2 separate regions of the Sus scrofa genome follow, and region 2 is linked to region 1. Evidence: chromatin contacts called from public Hi-C data. All regions are on one chromosome and are shown on one strand. The core of a region is the stretch at or near the end of the contact, and the rest is flanking DNA. Distances in the headings are between cores, read along the strand shown. Region 1 overlaps KSR1 (kinase suppressor of Ras 1). Region 2 overlaps KSR1 (kinase suppressor of Ras 1).

What was found. A called contact is a pair of places that touch in the nucleus more often than the background predicts.
Region 2: a contact with region 1 is called in a Hi-C map of retroperitoneal adipose tissue, with 1.9 times the contacts expected there. The contact joins two enhancer-like sites. A contact is called at or near these places in 6 of 47 Hi-C or Micro-C datasets (alveolar macrophages, embryonic fibroblasts, fetal liver and 3 more) and 2 of 2 datasets of contacts at active chromatin or transcription factors (alveolar macrophages and skeletal muscle).

Annotation. Positions count from the first base shown.
Region 1 is chr12:43,987,322-43,992,611 of Sscrofa11.1, forward strand. The region is part of intron 1 of KSR1 (kinase suppressor of Ras 1); the gene reads left to right. Among named protein-coding and RNA genes, the nearest start is that of KSR1, 63 kb to the left of the region's middle. Within about 2 kb of position 2,175, at least 10 of the 83 cell types and tissues checked have an H3K27ac peak or open chromatin away from gene starts, as enhancers often do. A contact at or near this core is called in retroperitoneal adipose tissue, where this site is marked.
Region 2 is chr12:44,074,489-44,080,329 of Sscrofa11.1, forward strand. The region is part of intron 2 of KSR1 (kinase suppressor of Ras 1); the gene reads left to right. Among named protein-coding and RNA genes, the nearest start is that of LGALS9, 78 kb to the right of the region's middle. Within about 2 kb of position 4,078, at least 11 of the 83 cell types and tissues checked have an H3K27ac peak or open chromatin away from gene starts, as enhancers often do. A contact at or near this core is called in retroperitoneal adipose tissue, where this site is marked.

The DNA.
Region 1 (5,290 bases), core at 925-3,424:
GCCAGCTGGTGATTTGTGGCAATTATGAGACCCGGTCCTCTGTGCACACCACAGGCCAGAATCCCTGTTTGATCCCAAACGGTCGGGGGTGACTGTTTTCCTTTAGTTTTATTTTCTTGAAAGCTACGAAACCAGAGACATTGGAAGCATCTCATCAGTGCTAGCTATTATTATTTTTGTTGTAGTTGCTATAGCAGTACTGACCAGGGCTTTTACTTAAAAAACAAACCAACCAACAACCCCACCCCACCCCACCCCACCCCACCCCACCCCTTCCCCCCCACGACTGTCCCTTCTGCATGCACGCTGCTGTTTTCCAACTGGTGAGAGAAACTGGTTTCTTGAACACAGCTGAGAGTGTTTGCCCAGCAAAGTTCAGTTTTTAAACCAACACAATAGGGGGCCTGTGTGGCTTCGTTCTGGGAGGAGGGGTCGTTGTCCAGCAACACAGGGCTGGTTGGGCCGCTACGTTGTTGGGATGAGAAAACGTTCTCTGTTAGCCTCTCTGAATGTCCCCACGTCGCTCCCAAGTGCTCCTGCTTGGGAGAGTGGGCCTGGGAGAATCATGTGCTGCTTTTTCTCTGGAAGCGGTGCCTTGCCTTCTTGGTGCCCTCACTTCCAGGGTCACTCATTTGGACCAAGGGTTGGCATTAGGACACCCCAGGGTGTCCCTGTACTTGAGTTTCTGGGTTGGTTTATTCAGTGGCCTCCTTCCTGGGTGTGTATTGGATGATCAGCTCTGGCCACCAGAAGCCCATCCAAAGGCCCAAAGGGGTTCGCAGTGGGAACCAGACCCAGTACCCAGCTCCGTGTCCTCTCCACTATCATGTGGATTTGGGTCCACCTTACTCCCTGAAAAGGTGGGACCTGGGCTGTTTGGGGGATGGGACTTTAGATGCCAGGATCCAGTTCCCTAGGCCTCAGCCTCCCTTCTTGAATAGGGAGCTTAGAGTGGTCTCTGCAGGCTCTTATGGCCCTCAATTCTGCGGTCTAGGGAAGGGGCCTCAATGGGGTTGAAATAAATGTTTGTTCTAACACCCCTGTGTAAGAATATCCCTAAGAGTGGTTCTAAAATCCAGATTTACCAAACTGATAGAATGGGGGGATGGTATTACTCCAAGCATGCTGACGACAGGGGCACGGTGGCCAGTGACTTTGAATTCGGGTCCAGATACTGTCTGTATGACCTTGGGCCAGTCCCATGACGTCTGAATCTCAGGCTTCCTCATCTGTAAAATGGGCACAAGGCTACTTAAACCGGTGACTTTGTTGTGAGTCTCTAAGTCCGCAGGCTTTCTACCAAGAGAGTCAGCCCATGAACTTTCCCAGTGAGAGTCCAGTGAAGGCATTCACACCCCAGGCCACATGTAGGGGAAGGTTCTTTGACAGCCGGCTCTTGTTTCCGAGAGCTGGTGACACAAGCCAGGAAACAGTCCCGGCAGCCTGTGGTGAGGTCAGGTGGGGCAGTGGGATGTCCACTCTGGCTTTCTTTCCTGTTCTGCAGGCTCTCCTCACATACCAGGCCAGGGCCCCCAGAGACAGGGCTTGCAACATTGGATTCTTGGCTTTTGAAGAAGGGGCTGACCAGAGGGTTTGGCTTACGCAACCACGCCAGACTTCTCCCAGCATCGGAGGAACCCCAGCCCACTCTGGCTCCCACTACATATGCACTCAATGAGGTGCCCCGGGAAGTCCCTGACCCTGGGCCCGACAGCTGGTGCCTCAGATCGTAGCCTGGATCATCGGGGGTGGGGGGTCAGCACGTCTGGGGCCCTGCCTTCCTCCAGGGAGTGGTGGTCCAGTCTGGATCCAAAAGACTGGAAGAAGCCAAGGTTTAATATCTGCCTCCTACCTGCCAGTCGGTGTGCTGGACCCCCCTCCGTCTCTGCAGATTTCCTGGAAATCCACCAGCCTTCATCACACGCATATTTTTTCCTCTCGAGATGAGAAGGGGAAGGAGATAAAATCTGAACCCAGAGTCTGAATCTGTAAACAGAAGTTGGGAGGCAACTTCATTCCAGCAGAACCTGGTGCCTTCTCTCCATCAGACCCTCCTTGGGGTCTGACAACTCCACGGAGGCGAGATGGAATGTTCTCCTTCCCCGGATGTGCTCACACGGGGACACCTGGCTGCCTTGCAGCTGGGCCTGGAGCTCCACGTGGGTTCTTTCCTTCGTTCACGTGTCCTCTTTGGGCCAGATCTGTGCCAGGCAGGGAGACAGTGGTGCCTCACGGAGTCATGTTTTCTGGACATTGTAACTTTGCCTTTTCCTGCCAGCCGTCTAGCACTTTCTAGAGACAGGCCTTGCCACACCAAGTGTCCCCATCTGGTGCTCTTATAGAGACAAGTTTCTGCTAAGCAAGCTGATCTAGAGAAAGGGGTCCTCAAAGGGCCTTGACCTTCACTCCGCTCCGCTGTGGCAGAGGTCAGACCCTTGCGGTGTGGAGGACCTGAGCTCTCCCTGCGGTGCCCCCCCGCTTCCCAGAGTGGTGGACGGTAGAGCTGCTGGGAGAGGAGGGGGTGCCATTTGTTCCCACAGAGCAGGTCCTTGGGGGTGTGCATGGACATGTATTCACTCAACAAACCTGCAGTTATTACTGATTTGCCTGCTGAGCTGCTCGCTGCCACCACCCTGGCAAGGATGCTGAGGTAGGTGGGATGCTTTCCCAGTGTGTGGGGACACGTTGGGTCTAATGGAGGAGCCAGGCCAGCAAACAGTAGCAACTTCAGAACAATGACTTGCTAAGAGTGCCTCGGAATTGAGAATGTGCTGGTTGGCCGGTCCGACTCTTGCTTTTATGGGAAATAGTCCCAGCGTCTTGGTAGTGACTTGTCCCGAGTCGAATGCCCCTGGCAGAGCTGAGAGCGAAGTCCGGTTTCCTTTCCCCGCCCAGCCCCCGCCTCAGAGTGTGGCGTTTCTCTGCTTCTGCCCTGCCCCATGGTTCTAACCTCCTGTGGGAGGCTTTCACTCTAGCCACCCCCCGGAGGGAGGCAGAGCTGGGGCACTGTCCCCTTTGGTGTCTGCTTTCAGCTTGGCAATTTTTTTCCCCTGGTGAAACTTGCCACCAGCGTTCCTCGGAGGCAGTCTGGAGAGGACTCTGCAGGTCCCAAGAATGGGGAGGCCTGGGGGGTGTTGGAAGGGAGGCCTTATCAGATCTGCAGCCCAGGTGAGCCTCTGCCTGGGGACACCACTGGGAGGGCCTCCTTCCCCGCCAGGTCGGCTGGCAAGCTGGGAACACTGCATTCCCCACCCCAGGATCCTGGACCTGCCCGGTGGCTGTGGCCTGGAGAGGGGCTGCAAAGGCCCTGGTCGTTGGTGGCCGTGTGCGCAGCGGTGGGGGCAGTAAGAGTGCCTGTGGCCAAGTCTCTCTGTGCTTTTGAAAAGGACATCCTTTCAGAGTAGACTGATTGGGATCTTTTCCTGCATTCAGTTCAAAGGGAAAGCTGCGTAGAGGGGCCTGTGGGGTTATGGGAGGACCTTCCAGCGGAGCGAGGGCAGAGCTGGAACGAGAAACCTTCTCGGTCACCTGTTCTGAGGCTCTTGGCACGTGTTGCCCCATTTCATGCTCACAAGGACCCGTGAGGTTTTGTCCCCATTCTGCAGATGAGGACATGGCAGCTCAGAGAGATTCAGAGAGTGAGTTACTCGGCGGTAGAACCTGGGTTAACTGGTCTTCAGAGCTCATGTTCTGAACCTCACAACTGCCTCTAGACACTGGGGGCAGGGTGGTATTCTGCTCAGGGTCATGACAGCTGAGCCCAAGGAAGTGGCCAGGAACAAAAAGGGCCAGCCCAGGGGCGCCTGGTGGCTCAATTCCAGATGCCGGGGCCTTTTGGTGGCCACCCCAGACTGTGCGGCCCCAGTGCTCGGGCTGGGGGCCGCTTCCCTAAAGTGCTGCCCGGCACATCCTCAAAGACAGGTCTCTGTCAGCAAAGTGTGATGCAATCGCTCCGTGCTGCTCTCATTCTGAGAAATGAGAAGCTGCCTAGAGATCCTCTTACTCATAATTGTTTTAATAGATACCTGCCCTTCTCTCGGCATCATTCCTCTGGTGAGCACTGCACTCGTTAGCTTTCCAGTTGTATTAAAATATTTTAAAATCCACATCATGATAAAGGCTCATTATTCCAAAGAAAACACAAATGACTATCAGGATAACGCAGCCATAATGCCACCTCTCAGAGTTAATTCTTGTTCATGTTTGGCTGTATATTCTTCTACTGTTTGGCTCCCCTGCATTTGCGTACAAACGTACAGGGATGTATTCCTGCTGCTCACATGTGCGAAGCCATGGAAATGTTCTCTGTCCGCACCAGTGCACACAGGTGTGCACTATGCCTAGTAGTGGCTGCATCTTGTGGTCATGTCATAAACTCATCACACCCGTCCCCACTTGCGGCCATTCAGGCTCTTTCCACACCTTGCTAATAGAAACCTTGTTGCGGCGAGTGCATGAGTGTATTCCTAGAGGTGGAATTTGCTGGGTCAGAGTGTTTGTACACATTTAACCCTATTCTTTGAAATCTTTAGGGCCTGGCATGTTCCCCCTGTCCCCTCCCCCCCACCCGCCCCCCTCCCCCACCCACCCACCAGCAAGAGTGCCAGGATTTACAGAATGGCAGCCTTCATGTGTTTACCCCTTTGCCATAGTCAAACTCGTGGTTGACCCATCCTGAGGTCAAGGAGTGTGAACTGGAGACAGGATGTGGCCCCCATGGCTGAAGTTCTGGGTTATGTGTCAAGGATTGTGGGTTCGAGTTTTGTGGGTGCCTGTAGCAAGGGGGGCCCCTGGGTTGGCCATTTAGAGAAAGGATCTTTCCTTGCTCCCAGGCAGCAGAGTGTGGCTGGATGTCAGGTCTCTGTGTCTAGGGACAGGGCGCCTCTGGGCAGTGCATGGCCAGGTGGTGAGTTTTTTATCACCTGAGGCTCATGAAAGGCACCTCACTGAACTATAACCTCAGTTTCATCACCAACCACAAATATTGATCAGAACCCCAATTGGGGTGCCTTGGCTTTGGGATTGATCAAATGGAGGTGTGGATTCTTAAGGTAAGAGGGCTACAAAGGATCTTGGAATTTCCATCCAGTCCAGCCAGATGGTGCAGGTGAAGAAGTTCAGGGCCCGAAGGGAAGGGCCTTACCCTGAATACCTATTAGATTATTAACCCGAACAAAGAGTGGAGAGGTGATGGGTGGTTATACAGGACCACTGAATGGGGAGTCAGACCCCAGACCTCAGACCACCTTGACCGATGGCCAAGGGCAGCCTGCCATCCCACCCTTCTGTG
Region 2 (5,841 bases), core at 2,828-5,327, 89 kb after region 1:
CTCCTGGGGCCCCGAGGGTCTCCTGCTCATTTTGCCTCGAAGCTGACCTGTCGAGAGCACATCTGGGGTGTGCTGCTAAGTGCACTGCATGCATTGCATGGTCCTGGCTCTTGGTCTCATCCCTCTCAGAAATGCCTGGGTCCTTGCTCTTGGAACCTGGCCAAACCCTTTCACCTCCCTAAGCCTCAGTTTCCTACTCTGCCAAATGGGAGAGTAACCTATGTACTGTGGACTCACTGGGACAGCTGTGAAGGTCAGGCGCTTAGAGGCACCCTGGTGTTTGCTGGGCTGGAGGAGGGAAGATTAAGGCAGTTTCCTCACCTCTCATCCTCAGCTGCCATTATTCCTGATGGAGAGTCAGACCCAGCGGAGGCCGTTAGAGGCTCGCACACTGGGCAGCTCTACGTAGCCATCGGGGGTGTGGATGGAGGGCTGGGAACAGGGCCTGACTAGGGGCACTTTTCTAATCATGAGGCAGCTGAGGGCCTAAGAGAGAGAGCAGCACCTAGGACCAACTGGAGCTGGGCCCAGTGTCTGCCTCCCACCCCCTGCTGGCCCCAAGGGTTACACGCCAGCATCCTTGCCAAGTGTCACTAATAGGGTGGAGGAAATGAGGCCGGAGCGGGTGGGGAGCAGGAGGAGGGCGGGCCGGGTGGCCTGGATTTTCAGAACCACAAGGAACTGCTGGCGGGGGTCGCTCGGTCTCCCCCCAGGCTCCCAGACCCTTCTTCTCAACAGTGGTTTTTTCTTCCCCCAAACCTCAGTCAGTTCTTGGGCCCTAGGCCTAAGTACTCTGAAGGTTGAAAAGAAAGCTGATTCCTTTAGAAACTCCAGCCCCTGCTGACAGGGAGGGCCTGCCTTCGCTCTGCTCCCTGCGATGGGGCTGGGGCGGTGGGTAACCGGCAGAGTGAGAGCAGCTCCCCGCCAGGCTTCAAGGCCAGCCCCGGGGTGTTGGTCTGTTTTGTTCTGTGTCCTAACCCCACCCATCGTGTGGACTCTGCTCACTTAGGTCCTGATGCGTCCCGTGTGCTTCCAACCAGAAGTGGTTCTGGAATAGGTGCTAGTTCTAAATACGGCGAAGGCCCCCGCCTTTGCAGAGTTGATCTCCAAGACAGAATCGGTTGACTTCTGAATGTCATCGAAACCATTGTTGATTTTCTCAAATAAATGTTCTATTTTGGAATAGTTTTCTGTTGACAGAAAAGTTGCAGAGAGAGTGTGCGGAGTTCCCGCACGTACCCCTCCCCAGCTTCCCCATCGTGAGCATCACACGTTACCAGGGTACGTCGGTGAAAACTACCAACACAGCAATGGTCCGTGACTCCTGACTGAGCTCTAGACTCTATGTGGATTTCCCCGGTTTCTCCATTAATGCCCTCTTCTAGGTTCCAGTCCAGGGTACCACACTGTGTTTAATTCACATACAAATTTGTTCCTCCCCCCTTTTTATTTTATTTTTTATTTTTATTTTTTGCCTTTTCTAGGGCCGCACCTGTGGCACATGGAGGTTCCCAGGCTAGGGGTCAAATCGAAGTTGTAGCCACCAGCCTACCCCAGAGCCACAGCAACACAGAATCCGAGCGGCATCTGCAACCTACACCACAGCTCACGGCAACGCTGGATCCTTAACCCACTGAGCAAGGCCAGGGATAGAACCCACAACCTCATGGTTCCTAGTCGGATTCCTTAACCACTGGGGAACCCCCACACACTTTTAGATGCTAAAATGGGATCATAGACTATATACCATTCTACAGGCTTTTAGTTCGAATCTCATCTCTGCGTTAGTCCCTGCAAACCCACCCCATTCTTCTGTAGCCGTAGAATAGGAAGGATTGGATAAGAGCTGGATTTCTCCATGATATCTTAAGAATGACTGTATTGGAGGGGTGCCCACCTGCACACACAGAGGCCCACATAGAGGGCATCAGCTCATGCCCAGCAGAAGCCACATGCTGGGCAGCAGGGCGCCTGGCGTGTGGGAAGCCCTGGCAGATATTTGCTCGTGTGAAGTGACTGAGGAATGAACAAAAGTCACCGTGGGATGGAGACGAGGGTGGGGGGGAGTCAGGCTTTGAAGAAGGGTCTCTCTACCTGTTCTTTTTTCATTTGGTTTCTTGGTAAAGGGGTCCAAATCCTTGAAGTCAAGCAACGTCTTTGTGCTGAGCTGTGAGTACACTGGTGCAGTAGGTCCCCCAAGACAAGTTGCCCCCAGGCCATTCCCCGGGGCCTCTGGGACTGGTCTTTGTGTGATGGGACTTGTCTCTTCTCGGCTGCTCTTGACCCTTCATGGCTTTGTGACCAGGGCCCTGACTTGTCCCCCAGGAAAATGCCTGCATCCTAGGCCTGTGTTGCCGTGTGTCCGTGTATAACTTCCTCCTTCCTTTCCCATATCACCTCTCCAGCCTCCATCCCTCAAGAGCGATGTGAATATTATCTCGGCTTTTGTCCTTGGATTGTGGTCACCAGTTTGGGGTCACACGGCTTCCAGGAAACAGTGCCTTTCTGCTGGATGACGAGAGGGGACGGAGATGGAAGTGGCGGTGGGGTGGTGTGGCACTTCCAGGCTTCTGATGTAGACAAGAGGACTCTGCCTTCCTTCTCCTCCCACCAGGGTCCCATCTCAGCCCTCTGCACCTCCAGAGCCCCTGCTGTGGGCACTTCTGACCTGTGCGGCCGCTGATTGCTCCTCCCCTCCTGCATGGATGTTGGAGATGGGCAGCTCCAGAGACGCCTTCATACACTCACCCAACACCAGACCTTTGCCGAGCACAGTGCTTGTCCAGTAGAACCTTCTGTGATGCTACAAACATTCTGTTCCGCCCTGTGCACCGTGGCAGCCACCAGCCGCAAGTGGCCATGTGGCATTTGACATATGTATAGCGCAACTGAGAAACCAACATTTAAATTTCATTCTATCATATTGCATTTTTATTTAAATAGCCATTTGGCTCTGGCGGTGGTTGGGCAGCACAGGTCTGGAGCCCTCGCTGGCGGGCCGTGTGCCGAGAGCCAGGCTGCTAAAGACCCTCTCCCCAGTGCCTGCCAGGAGCACTCAGGCTAGGGAGTGAGGCACAGTCTAGAGCTGGTGCCAGTGTCTGGACAGAAACCAGCCTGGGGTCTCTGGGAGCGAGCGGGCAAACTCACCCCGGGGTCAGGAAAGGACCAGCACCAGGGAGGGCTTCCCTGAGAGCCGGGAGCTAGCTTGGCGAGAAGGGGAAGGGCTCGCCAAATGGAGGCACAGTAACTGCAAAGACCCTGGGGTCTGAGAGAGCTGGCGCCATCCTTGTGGGAAGCGTTTGCAAAGCACCTGGTCTGGGAGGAGATTGGTGAGGAAACAGGGCTGGTTCGTGGAATCTCCACGAGAAGAGTGGAGGGCTTGGGGGTTTATTTGGGAGATCACTGAAGTGTGGGTGCCTGAGATAGAGAAAGAAAACAGGGAGTTCCCGCTGTGGCCCAGCAAGTTAAGAACCCAACTAAGATCCATGAGGACGTGGGTTCCATCCCTGGCCTCACTCAGTGAATTAAGGATCTGGCGTTGCTGTGAGCTGTGGTGTAGGTCACAGACATGGCTTGGATCCCTGGTTGCTGTGGTGTAGGCCGGCAGCTGCAGCTCTGATTCCACCTCAAGCCTGGGAACCTCCATGTGCCCCATATGTGGCTCTGAGAAAAAAAAAAAAGAAAGAAAGAAAGGGAACACTAGGATTGTTTGAAGGAAAGAAAAACTCCTCCCAGTGAGACAGCTGGACTCATGGGGGGATGGCTGGAGGATGAGACAGGGCTCTGACCTGGAGCACGGCCTGGAGGGTTGGGGGCCTTAGGGAGGAGGGAGTGAGCAGGGGAGTTTAGAGGCAGGGCCCCTTCCCGGGGCAGCTAGAGGCACACACGGTGACCGTCCCCCAACCCCCCCCCACACACACCACCCCCAGCCCCATCTGCAGGCTGAAAACTAAAAAATCACAGCTTCACGTTCTGGCTGCAGCTGGGGAAATGATTTCAGAGCCTGCTGGCAGGGAGCCGTTTTTCTTCTTCAGCGATTTCCCCATTGGAAGTTGCGAAAGGAAGTGGAAGCGCTGGCTGGGATCGGCGCTGGCAGGGAGAGTGGGTGATGCAGAGGCTGGATTCCAGGGCCGCAGCCACGGGCCACAGGCTCCCCGAATAAGCTCTTGCTGGTGGTGTGTTTTGAACTGAAGATGCAGGCGGCGCCGGTAAGAGGTTTTCGTGGTGCCCCCAACGGGGCAGGCTTCTCTCCCCTTTCCTCTGTCCATGCATTCCCATGTTTAAAGTCAGGCCTCCCTCGGGCATGGGGAGGAGAGCTGCCTGGCCTCTGCCACCATCTTGGTTTCTCGTTGGCTGGGGTGGCTGTCATGGGCCCCGCATGTGGACCATATGGAGCGGGAGGCTGTGTGAGATTAAACCAGAAAAGCCAACGTGTATTTGGCTCCTGGGTTCCGCTTTAATCGACATGGATCTTGCCGCCCTGGCTCCTAGCCTCTCCTCCCCACCTCTCTTCCCGTCCCCACCCTTTCCCTCTGGGAGCCAGAGGCCCCGCCATCCTGACAGCCTGGCTCTTTCGAGGCCGGGAGCCACCTCAGAATGCAGCACCCACCTGCACCCAGCTGCGTGCAGGGATCCGGGCCGACTGTTAGCCCCAGCGGCCCAGGGCTGCCTCCATACTGATTTCTGATTCCTTCTGCTTCCTCCACCTCAAGCTTCAGCTGACGAGTGAATCCCACTAGCTCTATTTCCAAATATTTATCCCCAATCCAGCTATGGCTCTTTTTCATCACTGCCACCTGCCTAGTCCTGGCTCCTGCATGGACTTGTGCAGTAGCACCTACGTTGCTCTTTGTATCACTCTTGCCCTCCTCTTCATTTCCTTGTTCCTGAGCCAAGAGTGGTGCATCTTAAAACCCCAGTCCGACTACCTCACTTTTCTGAATACAGCCCTTCATTGGTGCCTTGTTTGCACTCAGCATAAAATCCAAGCCCCTCGCCACTGCCTTCAAGGCCCCGAGGTATTTGGCATCTGCCTCTTTCCATGTCGCCTCCTGCCCCTCCTCACTCTTCCCCTCATGTTAGAACAGGTCCGGTTGCTTCCTGTCATAGCCCAGGGCCTTTGTGTGTTCTGTTTCCTCTGCCTGGAAATTTCTGTACTCTCACGGCTAGCACCTTCTCATCCTCTGACAGGAGCTTAGAAATCAGCTCTTCAGAGAAGCTGCCCCATCTAAAATTAGATGCCCCCCATACCCACCACTTTATCTCAGTATGCTGTTTCCTTTTAGCACTTATTCACAAATCTGTTATGTATTTTAGTTACTTTTGAATTTGTTTTTTATTGTTTCCTGATAGAATGTAAGCTCCCTAAGGAAAGAGACTATATATTTGGTTTGCTGCTATATCCTATGTGCTCTAAGGTGTAAGGTGAGTAAGGTGCCTGGCCCACGCTTGCGCTTCAGTAGCTGTCTGTTGATTGGATGGATGTGGGATGGATGGATGGATGAATACGTAGGCAGAGGATGACGTGGTACCAGGGCATGTTGTAACTGCTTACTAAGTAAAAGATTCTTAGAACCTTTCCATAGCAAGTTCCAATAGAAGCTGGCTTAAACAAAACAGAGGGTCTTATCAGCTGTGGTGATACAAGTCCAGGAAGGTCTGGATGCAGGGGCTCGGATGGTACTGTTAGGGCACACTTCTCGGACAGTCCACTCCACATGGGAGGCATGCAGGGCACAAGCAGCTATGCCTCACTTTATTTCAGCATGGTGGTGTTTCCTATTGAGAGTTTCTTACCCTAGACTGTAGCAGAACAATCCCAGGGAAGTCTCTGATTGGCTT